Linked DNA regions of Mus musculus: region 1 is linked to region 2. A link is a contact called in public HiChIP or PLAC-seq data. All regions are on one chromosome and are shown on one strand. The core of a region is the stretch at or near the end of the contact, and the rest is flanking DNA. Distances in the headings are between cores, read along the strand shown.

Region 1 (6,981 bases), core at 998-3,497, 250 kb after region 2:
ACTTAAGGACTTTTTGGGTTTTTTTTTTTTCTGGTTTTTGTTTTGTTTTGTTTTGTTTTGTTTTGTTTTGAGACAGGGTTTCTCTGTGTAGCCCTGGCTGTCCTGGAACTCACTTTGTAGACCAGGCTGGCCTTGAACTCAGAAATCCGCCTGCCTCTGCCTCCCGAGTGCTGGGATTAAAGGCGTGCGCCACCACACCTGGCCAACTTAAGAACTTTGAATGATTTTCAAAAATTGTTAGGTGATATTAATTGGATTCGCCTGTATTTAAAGCTTACTACAGGGGAACTGAAACCTTTATTTGATATTCTTAAAGGGAGTTCTGATCCTACTGCCCCCCTCCCCCGATATTTAACCTCAGAAGGATTGCTGGCCTTACAACTAGTGGAAAAAGCTATTGAAGAACAAATTGTCACTTATATAGATTACTCTTTGCCTTTACATCTGTTAATTTTTAATACTATTCATATGCCTTCAGGATTGTTATGGCAAAAGTCTCCTCTAATGTGGATACATTTGAGGATTTCTCCTAAACGTAACATCTTGCCATACTATGAAGCAGTAGCTCGGATGATTAGCCTTGGAAGGAAGCAGGCACTAACTTATTTTGACAAAGAGCCAAATATCATTGTTCAGCCTTACAGCGTAGGTCAAGATACTTGGCTGAAACAGCACAGTACAGATTGGTTGCTTGCTCAAATAGGGTTTAAAGGAACTATAAACAACCACTACCCTCAAGATAGGTTGGTAAAAATTTTAAAAGTACATGTGGTGATATTTCCTAATATGACCTCTTTACAACCCTTACACAATGTTCTTCTGGTGTTTACTGATGGCTCCTCTAAAGGGCAAGCTGGATATCTTAATAATCAACAGGTAATCATAAAGAGTCCTGGCCTCTCGGCTCAATTAGCAGAATTAACAGCAGTATTGAATGTCTTTCAGTCTGTAAATGAGGTTTTTAATATTTTTACTGATAGTTTATATGTTGCACAATCGGTACCCTTATTGGAGACTTGTGGTACGTTTAACCTTAATATGCCAGCAGGATCCCTGTTTTCACAATTGCAAAACATCATTCTTGCCTGAAAACATCCATTCTATATTGGCCACATACAATCTCATTCTGGTCTTCCTGGACCTTTAGCTGAAGGCAATGATTGAATCGACAGAGCTCTAATAGGAGAGGCCTTAATTTCAGATACTGTTGCTTTGGCCAAACGTGATCATGAAAAATGTCATCTCTCTAGCCATACCTTAAGGCTCCGACATAAGATCACTAAAGAACAGGCAAGAATGATTGTAAAACAATGTCCTAAATGTATTACATTATCTCCAGTGCCACATTTAGGAGTAAATCCACGAGGTCTTATGTCTAATCCTATTTGGCAAATGGATGTAACTCATTATGCAGAATTTGGAAAATTAAAATATATACATGTTTGTATTGACACTTGTTCAGGATTTCTTTTTGCTTCTCTACATACTGGAGAGGCCTCTAAAAATGTAATTGATTATTGCCCACAAGCCTTTAATGATATGGGATTGCCTAAACTTATTAAGACAGATAATGGGCCATCCTATTCTAGCAAAATTTTTACTTCATTTTGTAAGAAATTTGGTATCAAACATAAAACTGGAATTCCTTATAACCCCATTGGACAAGGAATAGTTGAACATGTTCTTCGCACTTTAAAAAATTGGCTTTTAAAACAAAACAGGGGCAGTTATATCCACCAAGGTCACCAAAGGCACATCTTGCTTTTGCTTTATTTGTTCAAAATTTTTTGCAAACTGATGTTAAAGGTCAGTCTGCAGCTGATCGCCACTGGCATCCATTTACTTCTAGTTCTTAAGCCATGGTAAAGTGGTGGGACCCATTAACTAATGAATGGAATGGTCCAGACCTGGTCCTAATATGGGGAAGGGGCTCAGTCTGTGTTTTTTCACAAAAAGAAGACGGAGCACGATGGCTGCCTGAAATATTAGTTCATCAACTGGACACAGATCCTGAATCTTCCAGTAATTATGACTCTGACCTTGATTATGGCTAAAAATCCTCTTTAACTGAAAAGTTAATTTGGAGCACAGCCTCCTCTCCCAGAAAAGTTACAGCCTTTCTGTGATTCTCAAAGCCACCTCCCCCACACCAGGAGCTCAAAGTCTAAGCTTGGTCATTGCTAATTTGCAATTGAATGGAGTACCTGGACTTCCCCAAAGAAGCTTTTGTACTGTTGCTTTTCACTGTCTCCTATTGTTTTTCAAGCAGGTTAGTCAACACTTCAGCCTGACTGTAGCAGGTTGTGCAGCCTCGCCTCCAACAGCGCAGGTGGCAGTTATTAATCTATATGAAGAAGCATTTTAAGTACATATTGTGGCTTTGGTCTGAATTGGGAATAAGGTGTGCAGGAAAAATAAGGGCTGGACAGTCAAAGACGGGCACCCAGATCTCGGAATCATATCAATCTAAGACAGAGATGCATGCCAAGAGGCCGTGGTTGTTAATAATACACCACAGAGCCATGCTTTGGGTAAAATAAACACAAAAAAGCTGCACGTACCATCTATGACGGAATTGAATGGTTTGGGAAGATCTAAGATTTCCTAAGTCAGGCACGGCCGCCAGCCACCATAACTCCAAAGCAGGAATATAGAGCATAAATACATTTTATGCCTCAGTCCAGCTATTTTTAATATTATAAACAGGGGGGAAATTGTAGCCTCCCCCAGCCTCGAAGCAGGCTGATCCAGACTTTGACCTTGCTGCCACTGAAAATTAGACCACCTGGGGTGGAGCCTTCCTGCCTAGATTGCTCTATTATTCAGCCACTGCCACTGCTCTCTCCAAGACACTGCTACCTGCTGAGAGGCCCCTGAGATATTCCAGAGACTACACCCTATCCAGCAGCTGGTTCCAGGCACCAAGAATGGATTAGCAGTGGGATGGGCCTCCCCCCCCCCCCCGCCCCCTTTATAAGCACAGTTAGCTATTAAACATTTGAGCTTTGATCAGGAACCTTGTCTTGGCTTCCATTTTTCTCTCGACCGTCTAGTTTATGTCTTTTCAGCCCCAGTTTGCCTCCCAGGAGTAACCCCAGTCCATGTGAGCCGCAGGTCGGCTCTCAAGAGCTAAGAGGTCCACTTTCCACATATCCTAATAACTTTTCTCTTCCACTACCTCAGCTGGGTAGTGGGCAAGAGGAGAGATTAAATCTTTATTAAAAGTAGGTTGCCCAGGGCAGAGGTGGAGCACACCTTTAATCCTAGCACTTGGGAGACAGAGGCAGGTGAATTTCTGAGTTCGAGGCCAGCCTGGTCTACAATGTGAGATCCAGGACAGTCAGGGCTACACAGAAAAACCCTGTCTCAGAAAAAAAAAAAAAAGTAGGTTGCAAAAAATTTAGGCCTAGAGAGCGCTGTTAGTTTGAGGCCGGCCTGACCTTCAGAGAGAGTTCCAGGCTGGCCAGGGATAAACAGAGAAACCAGGTGTGGAAAAATCAAAAAAGAAAAAGGTTTGAGAGTTAGGATAGCACAGATATAGCACATGAGCACAGTCAAGTGGAGCTACAGCAAATGGTCTGAGGCCCACAATTGACAGTGCAGAAAGCAGTGGGAGACTGCAACATGGTGCAGAAGTGTGTAACAGAGGGAATCAGCACTGGGACCAGTCTCAGCTGAGGGCGGGGTCTGGAGAAGGATGGATGTGATACTGGCAAAGGGAAGAAAGGATCAGACACGGGACGTCCATCGCTTCATGAGACCACACTGCTTTTAAAATACATCTTCTAAAGTCTTCTATGATTACATAAGAAAATTGAAAGAAGAACAAAGCAAGCAAACAGCAATTTTATAAGAACTAAAAATTAACATTATAAAAAAGTCAATTTTCTTTAAACTCAGTGTCTTCTTCCGTGGGATTCGTGTCACAAGCCTTGCAGTCACAGAAATGCTAGACAGGATGACTAGCATTTTGTTTCAGTTCAGCATATGGTTAATAGATCAAAAGTTACTACTCCCTACTATATCAAACTTAACTTTCCATAGAAGTTCAACCTGTAACCCTTCTTTAACTCTTCCTAAGCTGGGCAGTGGTGGCGCACGCCTTTAATTCCAGCACTCGGGAAGCAGAGGCAGGCAGATTTCTGAGTTCGAGGCCAGCCTGGTCTACAGAGTGAGTTCCAGGACACCCAGGGCTACACAGAGAAACCCCGTCTCCAAAAACAAACAAACAAAAAACCAAAAAACTCTTCCTTTCCCTCCTATTTCTTTGATATTTAGCATAAGACCACCATCCATCTTGCATTCTTAAAACATTGTCCAGCCTCTTTGCTTAAGCAAGGGCAGTCTATCAGCAAAGTTGTGGTCTGACAAATCTGTTCAAGAAGGCAGGCAGCTCACTGAGCCAGGATGCCTTCCGCTGGGTCTCTGGGTCTCTGTCTTGAATTGAAGCCTTGTCTCAATATGATTCCTATCTTTATTACAATTCTGTAGGGAACAGAAGTACACCAGGGTTCCTAAAACTGCTTACTGGTACCTTTCTGAAGGCACCAAGGCTTGTCATCCACTTGCAATATCAAAATCTCTTCCTGAACATACAAGTTCCTTGTTTCTAAAGTTGAACATTAAAAACCTAGCCATTCAATTACAGCTTTTCAGTTTCTAAAATTTCCGTAAGTTTTTCTTATCTAATAACTCCTCTCAAATCCTCTTCCTCATGCCCACTAACAACACTCATTAGTAATCTGAATATTTATTTAAATGATAAGTTCTTAGGAAAGACTCAATTTTCTGCATAACTGTTTTTTCCAGGGAACTTTCATTAATTTCATTCATGTTTACACTAGCTTTTTATTATCCCAGCTCTAGCTTTTGGAGAGAGGCCTTTAACAGTAAAAAGCCTAAGTGCAGCAAAGGGTGTGCAGCGAAAGGTCAGTCCAGATTGTCCAAGCACCGGAACTTTGTCAAACAGCGCCTTCAGGACTCTTGGCATCACCAAATTTGTAACTGTAAAGGAACGGGGGGGGGGGGGGGGGTCTGTGGCCTCAACTCAAGTTTGCAGAAAGGATGAGTTTGAAGTATTAATAAAGGAGCACAAACAATGTTAAAGTGACTCAGCAAAGCAATTTCTTTTGTTAAAAGTCAGTGATGGAACCCAAACCCAGCCAGCAAGCATGCATGGTCAAAATGGCCTCTGAGGTGGTTTGAAGAAGAATGGCCCCCACATTCTCATAAGGTGGGATACTTTGTTTCCAGGATTGAGGAACTATCTGGGGAGGATTAGGAGGTGTGTCCTTGTTGGAGGAGGTGTGTCTTTGGGAGTGGACTGAGGTTTCAAAGGCCCATGTCATTCTCAGTCTGTCTCTTTCTCTGCCACCTTCTTGTAGGTCAAATGTGAGTTCTCAATACTGCCCCAGCACCATGCCTGCCTGCCTGCCTGCTGCTATGGTATACATAATGGTCATGAACTTTCTGACATTCCTCTGTAAATTGCCTTGAACATACTGTTTTGCCACAGCAATAACTAAGACAGCCTTTGTCTCTTATCCTGAGTACAGGTGACTGTGTCTCTTCCCATTGGTGAAGGAATGACTTCATAATCTCACAAGTCTAAGTGGTGAGAAGGGGCTTGGGGCAGTTAAGTCAATATGGGCCTTTGTTAACTACCTTTGATAGAAAAACAGTCTTATACAAGGAAGAGGAGTTTATGCCTCTTGTGGTAACAAGATGAAGAAAATCCAGTAACCAGGCAGAATCACAGAAGATGTCATTGGGATCTCACTCAGGCCTCCTCTGGGTTCTCCATATTGCAGTCTCCACTGAAGTGACTCAAGGCACACAGCACACTGTGGCAGTCAGTCCACTGCAGAGTAAACAAAAGCACACACCTTGGAGTGAAATGGACAAAGAACAAAGGGACCATTGTGCCATTCTACATTTTTGGCAGACTTTACACTATCTAAAGTCTTTTTTTTCTAATGTTCTTTTTTTACTGGGTATTTATTTCATTTACATTTCCAATACTATCCCAAAAGTCCCCCACACGCTCCCCGCCCACCCACTCCCACTTCTTGTCTCTGTTGTTCCCCTGTACTGAGGCATATAAAGTTTGCACGACCAATGGGCCTCTCTTTCCACTGATGGCTAACTAGGCCATCTTCTGTCTCATATGCAGCTAGAGACACGAGCTCCGGGGGAAGTGGGGTACTGGTTAGTTCATATTGTTGTTCCACCTATAGGATTGCAGATCCCTTTAGCTCCTTGGGTACTTTCTCTAGCTCCTCCATTGGGAGCCCTGTGATCCATCCAATAGCTGACTGTGAGCATCCACTTCTGTGTTTGCTAGGCCCCGGCATAGTCTCACAATAGACAGCTATATCTGGGTCCTTTCAGCAAAATCTTGCTAGTGTATGCAATGGTGTCAGCGTTTGGAAGCGTTAGGACAAGCAGCTTCCCCACATGGGACTCCATGCTACCCAGACAGCTGTCAGTCCTGTTGGATTTCCCTCTCACAGCAGAGGCAACACATGTGTCTGTTCACCACACTTCCTGCTATACGGGAGTCTTAAAGTGTTTAGGTTTCCAGAAACCAGACTTTAGTAGTTATCTCCGATGACTTCCATGAAGTTCTTAATGTTCTGTCTCTGCCCAAGACCAGTGAGATAACTCAGGTCTCATTTCTGTGAACAGTAATGACTGTCCTGCACTTCTGGGATAAGCCTGCTTTCTTACACCACCCAGATCCCTAGTGGGCTGGGCCTACCTCATCAATCATTAATCAAGAAAATGCCCTACAGATGAGCCTGCAGCTCAATCTGGTAACATCTTCTCAATTAAGCTTCCCTCTTCCCAAATGATGCCAGTTTGTGTCAAATTGACAAAAGCTAACCAACACACAGACACAAATAAAAACAAAATATTTTTAAAAGAGTAACTATGGGAGGGCATTATTTCCAGGTTTAAGAAGGCATAGTTGTAGGGAGA
Region 2 (6,932 bases), core at 3,295-5,794:
GGAGCATGCGTCCCGGCTGCTGGGCTACTGCGGGGACCTCTATCTTACTGAGGGCATCCCTCATGGTTCCTGGCATGGGGCAGTGTTGCTGCCTGCCTTGCGCCCACTTCTACCATCTGTGCTGCACAGGGCTCTCCAGCAGTGGTTTGGACCTGCATGGCCCTGGCGTGCAAAGATCGCCATTGGTCTGCTGGAATTTGTGGAGGAGCTCTTCCATGGTTCCTATGGTACCTTCTACATGTGTGAGACTACACTTGCCAATGTGGGGTACACAGCTACCTACGACTTCAAGATGGCTGACCTGCAGCAGGTGGCACCAGAGGCTACCGTGCGTCGCTTCCTTCAGGGTCGCCACTGTGAGCAAAGCTCTGACTGCATCTATGGGCGAGATTGCAGGGCCCCATGTGACAGGCTCATGAGGCAGTGCAAGGGTGACCTCATCCAGCCCAACCTGGCCAAGGTGTGCGAGCTGCTAAGGGACTATCTGCTGCCTGGAGCTCCTGCAGGCCTCTACGAGGAGCTGGGCAAACAGCTGCGCACCTGCACCACGCTGAGTGGACTGGCCAGCCAGATTGAGGCTCACCATTCACTGGTGCTTAGCCACCTTAAGACCTTACTCTGGAGGGAGATCTCCAACACCAACTACTCCTAGGGCTGCAGGCTCCAGGCACTACAGCTCACAGGTTGCCCCTCCTCACTCACTCCAACAACTCAGCAGAGGAGCCAGGGGCCCCTATCAGAGGCTGGCCCACTGGGCCCAATCCTCCGAATATGTAAATAAATGGCTTTTATGTGACACCCGGGTATGTGGATCCTTTGGTATGGAACAGCTGCCAGGAAGGGTGTGATTTTAAAGCTCTTGTCTGGGCATCAACTGAGCACAAAACAGTAAGTCATGGGCTTAAATGTCAATCTTTGTTTCTTAGAAATTCTGCACTGGGGGGGGGGGGGGCAGGTTAAGAGCAGTGACTGCTTGCTCTTCCGAAGGCCCTGAGTTCAAATCCCAGCAACAAAATGGTGGCTCACAACCATCAGTAATGAGATCTGACTCCCTCTTCTGGAGTGCCTGAAGACAGCTACAGCGTATTTACATATAATATATACATTTTAAAATAAGAAATTCTACACTGTCCCAGGGATTAAACCTGTGGACGGACTCTTGTGCATCTCTCAGCAGCATGCTCGATCCACTGAGCAATATCCTGGATGGCACACAGTGGCAGCCCCAGTCTGGGCTTCAGACACTTGAGCAGACCAGCATTTCTATTGTGTTGTCTTCGTGCCTTACCTGGCGCCCCCACAGACCAGCCTTCTAAGCTTAGCTTAGGGAAAATGTTTGCCCACAGTATACAGAAAGCTTAGCTCCCTTTAAACCTTAGTCTGGCATGTTTTATTTTCCAGGGGAGATGAGAAGAAACTCAGTAGGCTATTTAGCCTAAGGTGGGAGAGTGCTGACAGCAAAGAAAGATTCCAGCCTCAAGAACTGACAAGTTTATTTGTGTCACAGCATCCAGCCTTTTTTCCCCTCTCCTTTTTTTTTTTAGTTTTTCAAGACAGGGTTTCTTTGTGTACCAGTCCTGGCTGTCCTGGAACTTGCTTTGTAGACCAGGCTGGCCTTGAACTCAAGTGACCAGTTATCACCACCCAACTCAATTATCTCTCTTAAGGCCATATACAATTAGATAGAGAGGTTGAGCCTTAGAGGGTCCTCCATCCAGTGTTTACCTCACCAGTCTTGGAAATAAGAGTCAAACCCAAGCCAATCCAAATCCAGTTCCTAACTTAGGACATGGGAGAGCTACCAGTGTAAATTTCCAGCTGCCCAAGGCCTGTATGGATGGTTCTGTGTTACCCTGGTGAGGTCAGAGGGCATACCTCAGGCACGTGATCAGCCATGTTGGCCAAGTAGCCCCCCTTCTTCCTGGCTCCTGGATCTGGAAGATGAAAGGAATGGAGAGTTTCTTGTATTTTTCCAGTCCCTCAGGATGTCTCCTAGAAAACTTAATTTCTATCTCCCTCCACTTCCAAAGTTCTATCTCCCTAAAATGCTGACCATGCAACCCTTTGGTGAGCCCTAGAGGTTTGACACTGGGGTCTGGCCAACAGCATCAAAGCAAAACCCAGTGCCTTCCCACCACGGCTCTGCAAAATGTCAGGCTACAAACCATTCTTAGTGCTCACGGGCTTCTGAGCACTGAGCGTAGAAACAGCCACTTGCTCTTTGCCCCAATGTCACAGGCTCAGCTGAGCAGCTGTGCCATGCCTGTGGTGCTGATCTAGGACAGCATCTTTAGGGCAGCCACTCACATCCCATCTGAGCATGCTCCAGCCTACCTCTTACCTCAACTGGACATTGCTGGGCATTTGGCATAAGCAGACTTTAGTCACCAACTTTCCTGTACCAAAGAAAACAATCAATGTAGACCTTCCACAAGTGTCGCACCCCCAGACCTCTGGAGGCCCGAAGCAGTAGTCCCTTTACCCTTATGCTTTATGACACCCCCTGTCACTGTTAGCTGTATGCTCCACCATGCTTCCTCATTCTGAAATCTCGGTGCTGCATGGACCTACCATCAGGCACTTCGTCTTTTCCCCTTATCAGTTTCACTTGCCCATGGTGCTAGGGATGGAGACTCAGGCCTGTGTGCAGCCAAGTGAGCACCACTGAGCTCCACTCCAGCCCGTACCAGCTAGCAACCAGTAGATACCCAGTTTGAAAAGCCATCTCACATCAAGGTAGCTGGAGCATTAGGTAATAAGCTCCACTCATCTCCCCAAAGAGAGGCTTTGAGGTTGTAATGGCTGGTTTTGTGCCAACTTGATACAAGTTAGTCATTAGGAAATGCCCCCATGAGATCCAACTGTTAGGCATTTTCTCAATTAGTGAACAGTGGGGAAGGCCTAGCCCATTGTGAATGGTGCCATCTCTGGGCTGGTGGTGGAACACACCTTTAATCCCAGGCCATAGAGAAACCCAACCTCTTGGTTGGGGTTGGAGTCTGGCTCGGTGGTTAAGAGCACTGACGGCTGAGTTCAATTCCCAGCTCCCCACCATCTAGAACAGGCTCTGATGGCCTCCTATGGCATGCAGGTACAGGCGGAGCACTCAGCACCCTTTCATGGTCTCCGCCTTGACTTCCTTTGGCAACAAGCAGCAGTGTAAGTGTGTGCGGAATAACCCCTTTCCTCCCCAACTTGCTCTTTGGTAATGGTGTTTCATAGCAATAAAACCCCTGACTAAGACAGATACATCCTTGCTTCCACCCACTGTTGTTTTTGAGACAGTCTCTTGACCCAAGCTGGTGGATAAGAGAAACATGTGCCACAACGCTGTGTCCCAGGACCTGGTTTCATGATTTCCAACAGATCAATTTCTCTGTAAACTTCCTCTTTACACACCAGCCCCTCTATTTGGTTTATGCAGAGCCATCAAATGACCTAAGCCAGTCAAAAACTAGGAGGGACAATCCCACCTCCAGCTTTCAGGAGTGTTGTCAGGCTACAAATCATTCAGACGTTCACAGGGCAGAACACTGAGCGTAGACATAGCCTCTTTTCTCTCTGCCACCTACTGACGCACATGTGACACAGCAGCCACACCTGCAACGCCTCTAGGAGCAGGGTGTCGATGAAGCAAGTGCTGGGTGCCACACCGTGACTGTTAATGCGAATCTTAGTAACTTTGAGTCAACTCACCTAATAGCCCAACTCACCTAATAGCCCAACTCACCTAATAGCCCAACAGGCGCTTTCTTTCTGGCAGGCAAGCTTCCTAGGGAAAGGAAAGGAAGAAAGCATTCTGCACACACCCTATCAGGATCACTTTGGGGGACTGCACTAGACTTGTATTTTATTCCTATTCCAATGGGTCCACATGGCTTGTCCTTGCTAAGGCTTTTTTTTTTTTTTTTTTTTTTGGTTTGGTTTTTCGAGACAGGGTTTCTCTGTATAGCCTTGGCTGTCCTGGAACTCACTTTGTAGACCAGGCTGGCCTCGAACTCAGAAATCCGCCTGTCTCTGCCTCCCGAGTGCTGGGATTAAAGGCGTGCGCCACCACGCCCGGCTAGGCTTTTTACAAATAAAACCCCTTTTTCTTTCTCTCCAACTCAGCGGCATTACACTAGACAGAGTACTGTCTCACATCTGAGTTATCTCAAGTTGGTATTCAGCATGCAGCAAATATAGACAGAGTCTTTCCCTGGTGCTCCTTAGCCCTACGAAAGGGAGACCGGTCTGGAGCCCCAACCAGGGGCTTCTGCGTTGTACTAGTCCAGACAGGAGCCTCGGCTTTCCTTCTCGGGACTTCTGGGGGCAGTCCACCCGGCCCTCGGGCACATCGTGAACGCCCTTCCCCTTACCACGCGGTTAGCCTGCTGCACATATTAGGGCGACTAAACTCTCAGAAGGAAAGCACGGTACATCTTCGTTACGATCGTCAGGAGACGCAGTCTTCCCGGTAGCCGGCCAAGGGTATATAGGGTCATCCGCGGCGTCCCAACGGTAACAATGGCGATACAAACATAGAGCCGCCATGGCTGCCGAGAGGCCGAGCATCTCCACGCCACGTCCTTTATAGTACTGACTACGGCAGCCCGCGAGGGACTTTCACTGTCCTCCGAGTGCCGCGCCCTCTAGTGGCTCCTTCGCTCCTCGCCGGCGCTTCTCATAGCCCAGTCGGTTAGAGGCTCATGGGACTCTGTACTGCTTGATCCTAGATCCTGCCTTTCCAAGCAGAACTCAGAGACTTATTTCGAGTGTTACCAAGCTCACAGGACTTTTCAAACGACCCATGAAGTCCTGCGCCTTCTTACGAAACTCCTCGTTTTTGGTGGGGGCAGCCTTGCTCTCCCTGTTCTTAGTGATACTAAAGCTTCCACGCAAAGAGGAAAGGCCAGCTCTGACGAACCAGAATTTAGGAGGCAAGGAGGTGACCAGTTGTTTCCTCTTTTACAAGGACGCTTTGGGGATGAGTCAGGAGGGAGCTCCAGGGAGTTCATGGATTCCAGATGTTTCTAACTAGCCCCGCCTGTGGGGTTGTCTGTGGATCTGAGGCACACAGCAGCTTTTAGAAGGTTGGCTGTCCTCTGCTTCAGGACAGTGCTGGAAGACAAATAATACACTCTGACTACTTGCTGTGTTGTGTCCCGCACAAGTACAGATTTGTCTTTTAAGTCCTGAAACTGATGAGGGCTCCCAGGTGATGGGGTGAATTGTGGGCCTGGGGACACACCATTGAGCACTCTTCTTTTACTGGTGGGCCAGCCCAGCCACACTTGTTAATAGTCCCAAGTTCTTGAACCCTTATATTGCCTGCCTGTCTGCCTTCCCACCTCCCTCTCTCCCTTCCTCCTTCCTGTTTTTTGATACGATGTCTCATATAGCCTAGGCTTCAAACTTGCTATGTAGTTGAAGATAAGTTGAACTTCTGATCCTCCTGCCCCTAACTTCTAACAACTAGATTTTGAGGGGTGAACTGTTATGCGTGGCCCAAAGCCTTGAAACTGGAGTTACAGATGGTTTTGAGTCGTCATGTGGATGCTAGAAATCAAACCTGGTTCACTAAGGAGCGGGCTCTTATCTTAGCCTCACGACTTGTTACCAGTCACTTTTTGTCTTAGTGATCTGTCTTAATTTCCTTTTCTGTAGCTGTGATAAAATACCAAGACAGAAGCAGGTTAAGCAGAAAGTGTTTGGGCTGCAGTTTGAGGTTGCAGTTTAGCATGACAGGGAAGTAACAGCAGTAGGCTTGAAGCAACTGGCCCACATGGCAGGTCAAGGATTAGAGAGTGATGAATGCTGGTCCTCAGATAACCCCTTCTATACTCCAGGATCCGAGCTAGGCCAGAGAATGGTGCCACACAGAAGGAGTTGGTCTTTCCATCTCAATTAACCTAATCAAGATAAGCCCTCCCGTACACCCAGAGGTTCACCTCATGGGTGATTTTAGATCTTATCAAATTGCAAATTGAGATGAACAGTCCCGATCCCTGACCAAAGCAACTTAAAGAAGGAAGAAATATTTGGCTTATAGTTCAAGGGAATACAGTACCGTCATGAGGCAGCAGGCATGGCAGTAGGGCTAGGAGGCAGCTGACCACACAGACCCTACAGTCAGGAAGCAGAGAGCGAGAACGAGTGCCAGAGGCAGTCATGAGGTTAATTGCACAAATTAGCTCCTCTATTCACATTGATCCAAACAAAACTGCAATCTCCTGGACAGAGGGGTGTGGACAATGATTTTGGTGTGGATAGTGGAAGGCAGGATTCTGCTTCCAGAGCAATTCTGCATGTCAGAAAGTTGGAGCAGCAGCAGAGGTAGCAGCTTCAGCAGAGGTAGCAGCTGCGGCAGTGGCAGCAGTGGCAGCAGCAGCAGCACTGGCACCGGCACTGGCAGAGGCAGCGGCAGTGGCAGCAGTGGCAGCAGTGGCGGCAGCAGCAGCAGCACAAGGAGCTGCTAGGCTAGAAGCACAGAGCTGAGCTGAGGCCATGCATCTTTTCACACTCACTGCAGGGCTGGGCCTGCTCTCTGTGGTTCGAGCCACGATGCCTCCTCTGACTCCTGCCAGTCCTGAGGAGGTGATGGCCCTGGGGAGGGAGGACTGAGGGTAGCAACTGGCTTCCAAGCTCAGACCTTGGACTGGGTGTGTCTCAGGCCTGCAGATGGAAGCCACAGGTGATGTTGAAAAAAATACCTCTCTTACGTGCTTGGTGGGATCTTCTCAGGTGGGAGTGGGGCTTGAGCAGGTGTTCCAGGCCATGGTCATGTCTTTCTTCTCACTGTGTGCACTTAGAGACTAAGAGGCTGCTGGGGGACAGGGGAGGCTTGCTAGATGGACGCTGTCCTGGCTCTAGCTGGACTCCCAAGAATAGCCTGCCTTCCTTCCTTCCTTCCTTCCTTCCTTCCTTCCTTCCTTCCTTCCTTCCTTCCTTCC

The links. HiChIP or PLAC-seq counts read pairs in DNA pulled down with a chosen protein or histone mark.
Region 1: a contact with region 2 is called in an H3K27ac HiChIP or PLAC-seq map of embryonic stem cells, with 5 times the contacts expected there. The contact joins the enhancer-like site here to the promoter of Snhg7 in region 2. A contact is called at or near these places in 6 of 39 promoter capture datasets (the C10 cell line, the HPC-7 cell line, cranial neural crest and 3 more), 4 of 15 datasets of contacts at CTCF or cohesin (CD8 T cells, hippocampal excitatory neurons, large pre-B cells and 1 more), 81 of 484 Hi-C or Micro-C datasets (the 63-12 cell line, the AtT-20 cell line, B cells and 58 more), 28 of 115 datasets of contacts at active chromatin or transcription factors (the 230-238 cell line, CD8 T cells, the HPC-7 cell line and 17 more) and 3 of 9 other capture datasets (adipose tissue, embryonic stem cells and liver).

The regions. Positions count from the first base shown.
Region 1 is chr2:26,883,519-26,890,499 of GRCm38.p6, forward strand. It overlaps Surf6 (surfeit gene 6), which reads right to left. Exons shown (of 5, transcript NM_009298.4): 5 at 6,900-6,981. Among named protein-coding and RNA genes, the nearest start is that of Surf6, 16 kb to the right of the region's middle. Within about 2 kb of position 2,248, at least 3 of the 459 cell types and tissues checked have an H3K27ac peak or open chromatin away from gene starts, as enhancers often do. A contact at or near this core is called in embryonic stem cells, where this site is marked.
Region 2 is chr2:26,635,700-26,642,631 of GRCm38.p6, forward strand. Snhg7 (small nucleolar RNA host gene 7) reads right to left here and starts at 4,545. Exons shown (of 4, transcript NR_024068.2): 1 at 4,359-4,545; 2 at 3,731-3,772; 3 at 2,342-2,396; 4 at 1,477-1,934. It overlaps Snora17 (small nucleolar RNA, H/ACA box 17), which reads right to left and starts at 3,622; the gene lies at 3,491-3,622. It overlaps Dipk1b (divergent protein kinase domain 1B), which reads left to right. Exons shown (of 5, transcript NM_019833.3): 5 at 1-798. The coding sequence ends at 652. It overlaps Snora43 (small nucleolar RNA, H/ACA box 43), which reads right to left and starts at 2,286; the gene lies at 2,148-2,286. It also overlaps Snhg7os.